Regions from separate parts of the Danio rerio genome. Here region 2 is linked to region 1. A link is a contact called in public HiChIP or PLAC-seq data. All regions are on one chromosome and are shown on one strand. Each heading gives the region's core, a stretch centred on a gene start, on an enhancer-like site or on the middle of the called end of the contact. The rest is flanking DNA. Distances are from core to core; before and after follow the strand shown.

What was found. HiChIP or PLAC-seq counts read pairs in DNA pulled down with a chosen protein or histone mark.
Region 2: a contact with region 1 is called in an H3K4me3 HiChIP or PLAC-seq map of embryo, with 6 times the contacts expected there. The contact joins the promoter of ttyh3a here to the promoter of chst12a in region 1. A contact is called at or near these places in 2 of 4 datasets of contacts at active chromatin or transcription factors (embryo and gastrula embryo).

Annotation. Positions count from the first base shown.
Region 1 is chr3:40,733,772-40,740,711 of GRCz12tu, reverse strand. chst12a (carbohydrate (chondroitin 4) sulfotransferase 12a) reads right to left here and starts at 4,375. Exons shown (of 1, transcript NM_213547.2): 1 at 3,000-4,375. The coding sequence starts at 4,335. The coding sequence ends at 3,025.
Region 2 is chr3:41,105,970-41,113,093 of GRCz12tu, reverse strand. ttyh3a (tweety family member 3a) reads left to right here and starts at 3,036. Exons shown (of 14, transcript XM_679082.10): 1 at 3,036-3,944. The coding sequence starts at 3,819. It overlaps snx8a (sorting nexin 8a), which reads right to left and starts at 14. Exons shown (of 13, transcript NM_001326490.1): 1 at 1-14.

The sequences.
Region 1 (6,940 bases), core at 3,126-5,625:
TAATTATTGCCACTCTTCATAGAAAGATTAAAAACACAGGAGAAATACGGGAAAATACCTTTACAGGATGATAGCGGGATAGAACTGTAAAATACAGAAGAATCCAGGAAAAGCAGGAGGGTTGACAGGTATGCTGGTGAGGTGAGTTTGTTTCTTTCAAACACTGTTCAGAATATCAATAAAAAGTAAATTGTGCAGGTTTCATTGAGTAGATAACCATTAAAATCTCTCTCTCTCAATTTTCCTTGAGGTCTGTACAAATAATAGTAACACACTTGGGGGAAATGGACTGAGCAAATGTAACCTGTGTGCAAGGAATGTATATTCACTACTGTATCGCTTTGAATGCCCACAAAGACCAAAAGACTCTTTCACAGGACTCGATGCACTGAACAGTGCAACAAAAGTGCAGCCAATGACTGCTTTTCACACTTTTTACTGTGCCAAGAGTTGTCTCCTGCATTGAAATCTTCATCTAGACCATGTTTTGAGCCTATTACATGTGCTGTAAGATCATAGCAATGCTCATTAGCTAACAGCATCACAAGGTCTTCAATCCTTCACTACTGACTATCATGAGCTTTGATGTCAAAGGCAGCAGACCAAGAAAAAACATCCAAAACCCATTTCACTGTTTTTAAGAGCCCTTCAAAAATAAAAAGCAGGCACTGGTACAACATATAATCAAATATTTGCAAAACATCGATACTTTTGTACGGACATGATGTGGTGGGGGGAAAAATGTTCTCATTCACTTCCTCATCACTGTCAAATCAGTTGTTTAATCATTTAAGTTAAATCATTGCCACATTATATTCACAAAATGTCTTGCTTTTTCAATTTGGTTCATATCGTAGAACTCATTTTCTAATTTGTTTTTTTATTTGAAATATGGTCACATTTTTCTCATTTATTCCCTCGTTTTACTCATATTTTCCTAGTTTTGATTAAACCACAGGCATGAGTGATTTCAATGTCTTGTGTTTTCTGTATACCATCTGCACTGTGACTGGCTCAATCAGTTCCACTTTGTTTTTATACAGGGCTGTGTGAAATATATGGATTCTTTGATATCACTTTATCACCAATTTAACAAAACATGGAGGACAAAAGAATCTCTGTCACATCCCGTGTAGACAGCATCCAAATATCTTGCCCTGGGTAGATCCTGCGACAACACAATGACCCTGCAAAGCCACTTTAGCTATAAAATATATATATATAAAATATATAAAATAATAATAATAATAATAATAATAATAATAATAATATTAATGTTCAGTTTTTTATTATTATTATTATTATTATTATTTTAGACAATGGTTTTATAAAACCGTTTTGAATTACAAAGCAGTTTTATTTCTTAACCTGTAATATAGACATATGCTGATATTCAATAATTCAATACATTGTGATAATAAATCTGCATAATATTGTGGGCACTATAAAGTTTAAATAATAATTCACAGTATTTTGAAGTGCTTTTTAAGAAATAAGAATATTAACACTGTTTGCAGAAGTGCTTACAACAGCAGCAAACACTTGAAAACTTCATTGGTTCGCTGAATGGTTCAAACATTTTCACTTGTTATGATGTTTCACATCTATTCATGCTGAAATACAGTTTAAAAGTTCTGGGACTATTTATTGGGCTAATGTTAACTATCATTTAGTAAACATCAGTTAATTTAAATAAACTCCACATAAAAAGTACAAGAGCTTTTATTAATCGTATGTAATGTTAATTTTAATGCCTAATGCCTTGAAATTGTAATCTGATTACAAGTCTTAACTGTTTCATTAAGTGTGGTTAATAAAATTTAAAAATTAACATTTTAAATGAAATATTAAATATTAATATCAGTCATTATATTACTGATATTGAACCAAATCCATATGAAAAATAATCAAATCACCACATTGGTCACAACACCTAGTTCTACTTTACGTTCTCACTTTACAAAGTAAGCCAAGAAAAGCTCAGATCATGTCACTGGCTTGCACATACTTATTTATAATTATAATAATAGCGTCGCGTGATCGACGTGACTCATGGCATTAGCCTTGTGTGCAGTCATGCATTTATACTTCTGCATGCTGTTTGTGTTGCTCTGCAATAACACTTCCAAAACGCTAGCTGGCAGTAGGCTTTTATGTTCCTCTGTGTCCAGTTACATCACTGGTGTTTTGTTTTTTCCTGATTGCTACCTTAATGTACAAGTGGCTAACTGCGGGAACTGGCAGACGTGCAACAACTTTAATCATAAGGTAAACACATAAGTCTCCATCTGGACCTCCTTCACAGGACTCGACACTTGTAAACACTCGCTCCACTGGGCTCGATCACACTTGTCACAGCTGCCCAAGCTTACCAATAACAGAGCTTGCACTACGCATCGTTGCGACATGTAGTTAAATTTTTTGAGAGGTGCGCATCAGCGTTAGCATCAGCCATGGCAAGGGCTATGCGAAGGCTGTGCCGGACCATACGCGTGCGCTTGACGCAAAAGTATAAATCAGCCTTTAACAAGCATTGTGTAGAGAGAGGTTCCCTGTGAGGTTTTTGTCTCAGAGTTTTTCATTTAATTACTTTGATTTGATTTGAACCACATTAAAATAGACATCATATGAGTGCAAAATGGCTTCAACTAAACTTAAATGAGTAAACTGTGGCCATGATTTAACTATGAGGGAGGGAATGAATAATTTGTAAACATATTCTAAATTCATGGTTATAATAACTTTTTTTCCACGTCACGTTCAGGAGGGCACTGCACTTTTGAATGGCAAACAATGGAGAAAGCAATGTCTGCAATTACAGAACCTATCTGGAGGAGCTAACTGGATCAATCTAACTAATCTAACATTGACCCTTCGAACTGGAGTCATGTGAAAGAGCCTTCATTAACAGCATCATGTGAAAGAGCCGCACATTAAGAACCAGGCAGCAGGAACTCCTATTGCCCCTGTTGATTGTGCTGTGAGAATCGTTTCAGCACCCTGATAAAGTTGATGATCAATGCATTACTCATGTAAAAGCTTCTCTGGTTTGGAATATCCAAACAGTTTAAAGTCAGCTTCATAGAGCCTGTACAGCTCTTTTCTGGTTTCTAAAGGTATGTTGGCGAACCAGTCCTGCTCCCAACTGCTGACCGTTCTGTTGCGATGGCTTTCTGGGAACTCGACGATATTGTCTACGCGGAGAATACGCAACAAGTGCTCAGCGTCCTCATCCAAAGTCTCCAGCTTCCCCACGAAATCATAATTTATCTGGCAGGGATGGCACAAACGGTACATTTGTCTCCAGTGCTCGTTGAAAGGCATCTCTTTCTCAGTGCTAGGATCCAATAAATACTGAACGAAATTTGAGAAAGACGGTCGAATTCCTGCGGCAAAGGCGTCCACTACTGATGCCGGTGGATCGGTGTAATTGCTGTATTTTTTTAGCATGACATGAGCGAATCTCTTGTAGAAGTCTTCGTTCTCTTGTTCGAATTTGTTGCGATAGGCAGAAATCAGTCGTACAAAAGGGTCCCGCACAAACAAAAACTTGGTGTATTTCTTGAGCTTGATTTTCATGAGGTGCCGTGAAAACTTTCCATAGCGCTTCCAGAACTTGTTGAAGGTGAAGTGCAGGCTACTGTTGTGGATGAGCTCCTGAGGAACATCTAGAGGGTCTTGGTAGGGCACACCATCCACTAGCAGGCTCTCACTCAGCACAATCATAATGCGCTTCCAGTTTGTGCAGGCCACCTTGGGAACGTAACAGTAGATAATCCCATGCCTGTCGTCCACGATGAGGTGATCCAACTCTTTATTGGGAATGTCGTCAAAAGTTCTGTTCTTTCCGGGGAAGTCAAAGACGCTTTTGTTGCCGCACACATCCTGGATCAGCTGCTTTCTATTTTCCTGCTTTTGCTTTTTCTCAGGATCAATGGGGGACAGATGGATCTTCCACTCTCGTCTCGGGACAAATTTCTCATCTGATTTCTCAGAGGACTGATTGTGAGGTTCTCCAGGAGGGGGTTCTCCTCGCACCTGTTCTGTAGGGTCTGCGGTTCCTTCTAGAAACTGGTTGACAAATGCATCTATGTCCGTCAAGAACGAGCTCTCCTTGTCTTCCTCTACTTTCTTTTCAGGCCCACGACGGCCCTGTGGAGAGAGGCGTGACGGATGGGGTCCGGAGATGGTAGTGTGCAAGTAAAAATTAGAGGCCCCCACATCATCCCAGTATATGATTATAAGAAGGATCATGAAGACGGCACCCACAATCATGAAAATGCGGAATAACCTTGACTTTCCCATTTTGGTAGATTTTGATTGAGAAAGAGCCATTCTCACCTCAACTCCATTATACAAGCGACTGCCCAGACTGCATTCATCATTCTCTGAAGTAAAAGGAAACAAATCAGAAAAGGGAAGTCAAGACTGTGGCTGACATATGTGGCACAATCTTGTGGTTCTCATTACACAACAGACAACTAACATTTTAGATTCTCTTTATATGATAAAGCATTCAAACTTCCTTCTGACTGGTTAATCATGACTGAGCATTCTATTTTAGTATAATAAAAAACTATATTTCATCACTTACCATGAAAACACAGTGGTGCTGTGTCAATTTAAATTGTTAGCTTAAAAAGCTAGAATAAAATAAAACACACATATTTTACCTCAATTTAAATTCAATGCTAATTGCTCATTTTAGGTGGTAAGAGTTGACAGATTTCACCAGAAATTGAGGAACATATGACCGTCTCTGATCATCTCTCTCACCTTTTTGTTTTTTCAGGTGAAGACAAAATTTCATCTAGTAGAAAACATTAGACATGTTTAAAATGTTGAGGCAAAATTAGATCACGTTATATCATCAATATTTTGTGTGTTTCATAAAAACAAGGCACATGATCATACCTGAGGTGGCTGTTATTCTCAGTCGTTTTGTAGCAAATGAAGCTACATTTACACTGTTGGTTCAAATAAGATTATATGCGTATACAAATGGAATCTTATGTAAACAACTTACTGTCCAAACTCTGAATCATATGGAGCCAGATCAGTCTCATAAAAGTTTTACAAAATAATTAATAAATTCATAACATAATTTATAAAAACACAAATCCAATTCAGAATAGACCCTTTACTCATTTCCTGGTTTCTCAGTAGCAGAAGTAGTCATTGTTAGGTAAACTTAGAGTTGAGCTAATTGGAGAATACAGCAATTTTTTTTTTTTTTTACAATTGTATTTGCTGAAATAAAAGAAAAACTCCATGATGGTGTTAAGACTGATGACGGCAACCAGACGACAGAATAACATCAAATTTACTCACAGCCCCATAAAAACATTAGAAACACCTCACCTAAGTGATAATTACTTTTTTTTTTTTTATTTGACACAAAGGTGATATAATACATTCATAAATACAGATAAGTTCTAATGTCTTTTTTCGAAAATCTAATTACTAAAATCTTTCAAGGATTTAAGATTATGATGACCGTTAAATGCGTCATAATAGTCTTGTGAAAGGGTCCATTTCAAAATCCAAGTAGTAAATTCAAAACACAGTTTATCAATACATAAATCTAATTTGTAAATTAAAAAAACTGTTCATAAATACACAAATATAATTTGTAAAGTTAAAAAACTGTTCATAAATACACAAGTCTAATTTGTAAATTCAGAACAATTCATAAATACACAAATCTAATTCAGAATTTCAAAATCAAATTCATAATTCAAAACACAATTCATAAATATACAGACTCAATTAATTTGGGCAAATGTTTATTCCTTTTACTTGTGAATTCACAAATTGGTTTTGTGCATCTATGAATTTACATATTGGATTTTGTACATATGAATTGTGCTGTTACTTTTGAGACTGATCTGGCTCCATAGCATCACAATTGTTAAAAACTTAATTTTGCATCCTGAGGTGCACTTTTTCTTTCCCGAACATCTGAATTGGATTTCTGACAATGGTACTGTGTTGGTATACATATTATACATTTTAAAAAAATTCAGAAACAATGTTTGCAATGCAGACACTATCTTACAAAATAACATGTTTCCTTTGTGCTGGATGACGTCTCCTTAAGCAGCAGCAGAAATATATAATGCTAGCATGTGCAGCTTCATTTCCTGCTACCATCTTCAGTGGCCTAATTATTCTTAGAGCTTTATAGACCACAGACAAGCAACTTATTGTAACTTTCCACTCAACTTACAGCAAAAACACTCAGCATGTTTTCCTAAAATAGTGTTTGATTATTTTACATTTTATGTAGTGTGAGTCAAAAATTAACAGTACCCAAATGTTGTGCAACAGATTTCCAGAAATATGACTTAAATATTATTATAAACCACATATGATTGTAGATTCTCCTTGGATTAAAACAAAAGGCAGAGAATCTGAAGGAGATTTTTAGGTGGAAAGTGATTTTTAAAACTGTGTAGTATTTTCTAGCCTTAAAGAGAATGTGCTAATTTAAAAATAGAAACGTGGAAATCCTTTAATTTACTCACCCCTCAGGCTAAGGCTGCACGATATATTGTTTCAGCATTGATATCGCAATGTGTGCATCTGCAATAGTCACATCGCAGGATATGCAATGTTGGTTTGGATTATAGTTGATCAGCACCACAGTTAAGAATGCCTGAGAATTGTTGGGTAACTTCAAAGTGTAACTAAAACAGAGTGAAAATGTATCATTTGCATGTGTTTTGAAAGCATTTCAAGAGAGATTGAAGCATTTGGGGAGAAAAAGAACAACATTTGTAACTTTGAAGAAACAATAATTCTTCTTTTTATTAATACAATAAAGTCTATACATTGCTATTTAACATTTTACAATTGATTTGAATATTCTGTACTTGAATTCTGTTTGACACTCCAGAAAACCATAACGCTGTTTGTTTTACTTTTTTCTTTGCTCTAT
Region 2 (7,124 bases), core at 1,787-4,286, 370 kb before region 1:
GTAATGATGTGGAAACACATGGTGAAGTGTATGACAGAGCGACTGGGCGGAGCTTCATGTCCAACAAGCTCTTTAAGGACAAACCATAGACTGTGGGACAAGCACTACTTTCATATGACATTACTTACAGACTGTTTTATAAATAAATAAATATACATAAATAAAATAAACGTATGAATAAAGACAAAATGTTATAGAACAATAATGCAATAGTTCAGCTTCCACATTTACCTTCATATAATGGAAGATGTCATAATTTGCTCACCCTCAAGTGGTTAGGTTTGTTTGTTTGTTTGTTTGTTTGTTTGTTTGTTTGTTTGTTTGTTTGTTTGTTTGTTTGTTTGATTGATAATTAACACAAAAGAAAAATGCAGAAAATTGTAATGAAATCAAAACTGGTGCATATACTGTAGGCCTATGTTAATACATACTTTATTATGCTGTTTAGTGTGTTATTTATTTATTTATTTATTTATTTATTTATTTATTTATTTATTTATTTATATATATATATATATATATATATATATATATATATATATATATATATATATATATATATATTTATTTGTTTATTTATTTATTTATTTATTAACTTATTTATGCTCACTAGTGTTAAAAAAATCTAAATGCATGAACATGAAAAGTGTTGTGTTATTGCAATGATCAGACAACAAAACTTTGGATATGTTTCGCTCTTCCCCTTTTGGTCAATATAGACCAAATTAATATTAATGTTGAAGACAGAACACATGCTGGGAATCTACCCTGACCTTAAGAAACTACTAAAAATAAAAGTTACAGTTTATTATAATTTACTAAGAAAATAATTGATGAAGTACTGTCTGTTGGAAAAGCTAGTGCATTAGAACACAGCTAAATTAGCTTTTATAAAAATGAACAACAGACTTTAATAAAGCAGGGGTCACTATATGTTAGATGAACATTATTTTGTAATAAACTCATAATGGGTCATATGGAGACTAGATTGATCATTTCTTGATGCTTAAATAAATTCACCTTTAATCACACTGCATCACATTTGCAGTAAAACTGCTCACATGTTGTTGACTAATTATCATCACATAATTTTACTAGTGAACCTAAATGCCAATGCTCATATTGACTTGCATGTGATAGTTCATGAAAATTTATAATTTTCCCACTTTGTCTGTCGTGAAAGTGAAAATGTGAAGACATTTTTTAATACTAAACTGTTACTAAACATTAAGCCTATACTGTTCCCTGCTACAGTAAATGTGTATTGCTATATAGATTCGTGTTTACTATGAAATCTAGTTAACAGTGTTATTTTATATTTTATTGTTGTTGCTACATAGCAATGAAATGATGAAAATTGCTAAAAAAAATGTATTCACCAAGGGTTATAATTTCACTGCATCAGTTGCATTTGTAAGAAATTGTTGGTATTGACTGATTGGTTGGTTGATTGATTGATTGATTGGTTGGTTGGTTGGTTGATAGATTGATTGATTGATTGATTGATTGATTGATTGATTGATTGATTGATTGATTGATTGATTGATTGATTGATTGATTGATTGATTGATTGGTTGATTGGTGTGATGGTTTATTTGATTTTTGTTGTTTTGTGTGTGTGTGAGCACGCATGTGTGTTTGTGTTGTGTGTTTCTCACAGAGAAAGGGGTAGAATTCAGATATTTATTTATACTGCACGAGAAAACAACTGAAATTTATATACTCATATAACATTTCTCATGTTTTTTACACCTTACATATTGAAAAAATAAATATTTTCATACAAAAAAATAAATGCTGATAAAACACAATAAATCTGAAGTGATCTTTTAGTTTTCTAGAACTGTAGGGTTATGTGACCCTGGACCACTAGTCTTAAGTTGCACGTGTATTGAATAGCCAAAAATACACAGTCTGAGTAAAAGTAATTTTTTTTCTTTTATGGCAAAAGTCATTAGAATATATATCTTTCATGAATTCCTCCCAAAAATATATTAAAACTAAATTCTTCATTATAAATATGCATTTCTGAGAACTTAATTTAGACAGCTTTAAAGGGATAGTTCACCCAAAACTAAACATTCTATCATCATCTACTTACCCTACTTGTTTCAAACCTTAATGAGCTTCTTTCTTCTGTTAAAGATTTTTTTCATGAATCCAACATCCAGCTGTGCAAGAAAACACACAATCTGACATGAGAAAATCCTTCTTTTGCCATTGCATTGTTTTTAAATAGAGAAAACATTTTACAAGTAACTTTTATTTAAAAATAAATAAATAAATAAATAACCAAATGGCCAAATTCTGACTGAGGCTGCATGGTCAGTTTGTTATTTACCTAATAAATGACAATAGGCTAGTTTGTAATTTAAAACTTTAACAGAATCCTTTTTTTTCTAATGATATATGATGTAATAAATACGTATTTTAAAAATAAGTATTATTTCACACTTATTTATTAAAATATTTAGAAAATATATTTGGTACATTACAAAGTGTGGTTATAATGGACATCTGACAAGCTAATTCAGCTAAAATGGTGCTTAAAATCTCATTAAAACACAGTATTTAAATCTCATAATTAAACAGAAAATGAGGCGAATAACTGCAAGAAGGTCCACTTTTGGAGAAAAAAGAACCAAGCCATTCAGCAGGCTGGCTACAGTCCTGTTTTTTAGTGTGCATTTGTTGATTTCACCCCTACTCCTTTGTTTGTAATGGTTTGCTCCAATCTTGTTGTACTGTTTGTTATATTTCGAAATGGGAAAGTGAAAGACAGAGGAGCAGTTTTTGACCGGGGTTTGTTATTATGATGCTTGAGAATTCAGTAAACATCTTTACATGGAAAGAAACTCTAGTCAATCTAATAGTCGACTGATTTTTAAAATCTTATAGTACAGACAGAACCTATTTATTTAGCTTTTTTGAGAACACGTATCAATATATATCTCAAAAATTGATGTAATATTATATCTGACCACTAGATGTCCGCATTCTCAACGCTTATCTCATACCATAGTAAATAATTATCCAGTCTCTCTCAGCGTGAGTTTGTTTCAGTGGGCATCGGTCTCTCTCTCTCTCCCCCTTCACCAACACTGGATTACAGCTCATCTCACCGAGTTTTGTCGGCAGGGAGGAGTCGCGTGGCGCCCACTAACCCACAAACGGACGTTTCGACTTAATAAACACCTTTTCCCAGTCATTTAGGACTAATAAGAACGAAAGGACGGAGGAATGGGAATGACGGAGCCGAAGACAAACGCTCGGCACTAATCTCGGCCAATGACTGACATAAAACGGGGAGATCCATCTTAAAACTGGCTGGCGTTGAAAGTACCCCGAGGATTGAGTCTTGGATCTAGGAAAGGATCCAGCTTTGAATGCATGTTCATCTCAGGGTGTATCGTGTGGATGCGCTTAGTTTTAATGTCTCTAAACAATAGGCAGTTTGGCGAGAGGAAGTAGGAGCTTGTAAATCACACTTCCCTTGTGTATTTCTGCCAGCCGGTAGGAATAACGTTAGGGAAGCTCAAATCTTGTTTCATACCGTTTAAATCCTTTAAACGATTAGCTCTGTTGGTGTATTCACATCGTTTTACTTCACCACCTTTCGGTTTCACTCTGGGGACTGCTGGAGCTTCAAAACAGCCGCGTTTAGCTTCATATCACTATGGATATATGACGACAGATGTTATTTTCCTGTGAAGAGCAGCGTTTTATATCATTTACAGTCTAATGACATTGTTTAGAGCCTAGTTGTGAACTTCCTGCTTTAGTTTCTGTCGGCTCGGAGTGTTATTGTCATAAAGATAATGGCAGCCGTCGTGAATTACTCTCCTCCGTGGTGGGTTAACCTGCTGCACAGACTGCCTCACTTCAATCTCCAATTTGAGCAAACCAGCAGTGATTTTCGCCCAGAGGAGTCGTCATACCAGCAGGTGAGTTTATGTATGTAACTGGTTGATACAGCACCACGTGCAAATGAAAGGATATGTTGGAAAGGTAGCTATAACAGCCAGTGTTGCTCATGACATTCATTACTAAAGCACCATGACTTTGCTTTATACTTGTGCAGTAGCTTTTTATTTCATTTAACCAGGCATAAATTGGATTGTTAGTGTGTATATTTTGTTTAAATTTGTTATCAAAAATCAAAACCAAGCTTTGCAAATTCCCCTGAAAAGCTGGACCTGATATTGCTGCAGCTGCTTGGCATTTCGTTCTGTGATTACTCCACTTTATCCATTTGCTGCTTTCCAACACATGTTGAGAGATGGATCTGTAGAAGTTCATATTTATAGTCCAGGACATTCAGTGCTGCTTAAAGTGTTAGTTCACCCAAAAATTGTTAGTTATTACTATACGTTACCCTGATGTACTTCCAACCCCCTGAGACTTTACTTTGTCACTGCACAGTGATCGTGAATGAGCACAATATACTGACACTGAGATGAAGAAACTGTTGAGTATGTGTGCACAAAGGTATTCATAAACAGTACATTTAATATTGGTTTGCTTAGTGCTTTCAATGTCATTATGATAAAATTTAAAGGTTTAAAATGTGAAGAAAATATTTTGTTATTCGTTAATTTCAGCTTAGTCTTATTCTGAGGATGCTAAAAACTTCCCTCATTTAAATACTAAGAACATTTATGAAGCCTTGTCATCGCTAAAGTCAACGTTTTCTCTTTTTCAAATATACAACCAACCCAAACAAATGTAATTCACTAAAATGTTTGGCATAAACGTAGCCTGTACTGTTCCACTAACATATTAATTGAATAAGTGTCACAACGTGAAAAAAAGTGCAAATCAGCCAGCAGATAAGCAGTCACATACTTCTATTGGTCATTTTTGGAAATTACACGGCTTACTTACCTGTTAGTTCCATGCCAGTAATATGGTTTGCTCTTTTTAATGCAGTGAGGTATTGTTTGCTTGTTTGTGTGTGTGTGTGTGTTTGCATTGAAGAGCCACAAAGTACACGATAACAGCTGACAGGTTGTGAACATTGACACTATATTTCAGCATCCAATTTGACGGCAGACACTGAATAAGGAGAATGTTTTTCTCTCTTACTTAAATCTCATTTGACTGAAGCACAATGGCTTTAACACACATCTTTCTTTCAAAATTAAAGTTTTGCATCACAAAAACACTGTAAGCCACTGGAAACAGTATTGACACCCAGTTGTTAAAAGCTTCTCTGGCTGATGACAATTCTTAACGCAAGTTCTAAGCAGCCAACCGGAAGGCACTGGTCACTATGGCGCCCCTCCATGCAGCAACGAAGAAAAAGGTATATAGCGCATGTCTTTGGACTCTGAGGGAAATCGGAGCACCCGGAATAAACACACTTGAACATGGGGAGAACATGCAAACTCCACACAGAAATGCCAACTAACCCAGCCGCCACTCGAACTAGCAACCTTCTTGCTGCGAATCAACAGTGCTTACAACTGAGCCACCGTGCCCCAAAACATTTTGTGATTAAACTTCTATCCAAAACAAATGCTGTGTGGCCAGTTAAAGTTGTTTACAGATGCCTGTTAAAAAACATTAAACTAACATCAGAATGATGAAACTGAAATTGCTTACGCATTTTCAAGATTTTGTCTGTAAATATGGTATTCGTACAGTTTTCACAAATATAACATTTTTGTTTTGCGCTTGTGGTGCAATCAAAAATGCACCTAATGTGTGTTTTTGAATCAACATATTGTAAACATTAAAAGCCAAACATTTCCAGTCAAAATTATTTGAAAACAACTTTCCTATTTGTAAGTACAAACTATACAGGAGGAATTAAATTAACCAATAATTCCTGCTTTTTTAAGGTCTCATTAGAGGACCAAAACAAACTGTTCAATTCACCTAAAGAGGGAATTGGTAGCTTGTCTCCTGATGAGATTACACAGATCTTCTTTTTTATGCGCACATGTTATGGTTTCATTAAACGCTCATTCAGTCTTTATAATCAATGTATAATTGTCGTTGTTAATCTGTGCATCTCTCTAATGCTAAACACACACATGCATGGCTGCTAAAGGTATAGTAGGTAGACTTCCTATGAACTGCCTTTGAACTACTTGGTTTGTCTTTCATAATGCGACAACAGATGGCCTATAGACAAGCCAGAAGTGCCATAAGCCTGGTTACAATACATCTAATCAAAGCTTCTTAAATCAAGTTTGGCCTTCACTGTTGTTCATTTTATGGAGGCTTGGGTTAAACCAGTTGCGAGCTTGGAATACTAATGTAGAGAAGCCTCGCTTGTGCCTGACCATCAGCACCAACCTAAGCAAATGTAGCGTGTATGTTTTGAATGACAAATTTGGTCATTTGAATGAAATTGAGAGGTCCGTCTTACCACATCGTCATCTAATCATTGGCTATACCTGTGTTGTTCAGCATGATTTGGCGTTTTATTAATAGTCAGATTACTGGTTGAGGGTACTTTCACAGGCCATCATTACTAAAAAAAACTCATTACTGGTTCTAACTAAAATTAACACGTCTCTCTTGTGTTCGGATTTCATTAAAATTTTGTGAGCAGATTAAATCACATGAACGTTAACATCACAGCATTGTCCAGTTGGTAATATTTCCGCAAGATGACAATGTCACAGTTTATCAAAATAAACATTGTTTTTCAGCTGCAGCCGAGCTTCATTCTTTTATTCTGCGGGTTTCCACCTCTGAATAAATGGGGTTTAGCTTCTTGTAGCTTTCAGAAAAAACAAAACACCCTCGAAGAAACCCAACACAGAGGAACAAAAGAACCTACTGCCAGCTAGTGTTTCAGAAGTGTTATTGCAGAGCAACACAAACGGCACGCAGAAGTATAAATGCACGACCATGCGCAAGGCTTGCGCCATGGGTGACACCGATTACTTGATGCATCAGCTTTGAATACCAAGTGTAAACGAGCCCTTTTATGAAGTCAATCAGCTAATATGTTTTGGGGTGGACAAAAAGAGATCAATAAAACAATGTAGTAGTTTTGCTAATCATATTTTTATTTACATGCGATTTAGGTATTGTAAACATTTACTAAATCACCTTAACATGTTTCCAATTTTTTTTTAAAATCATTACTTAAGTGTCTAGACATTTTA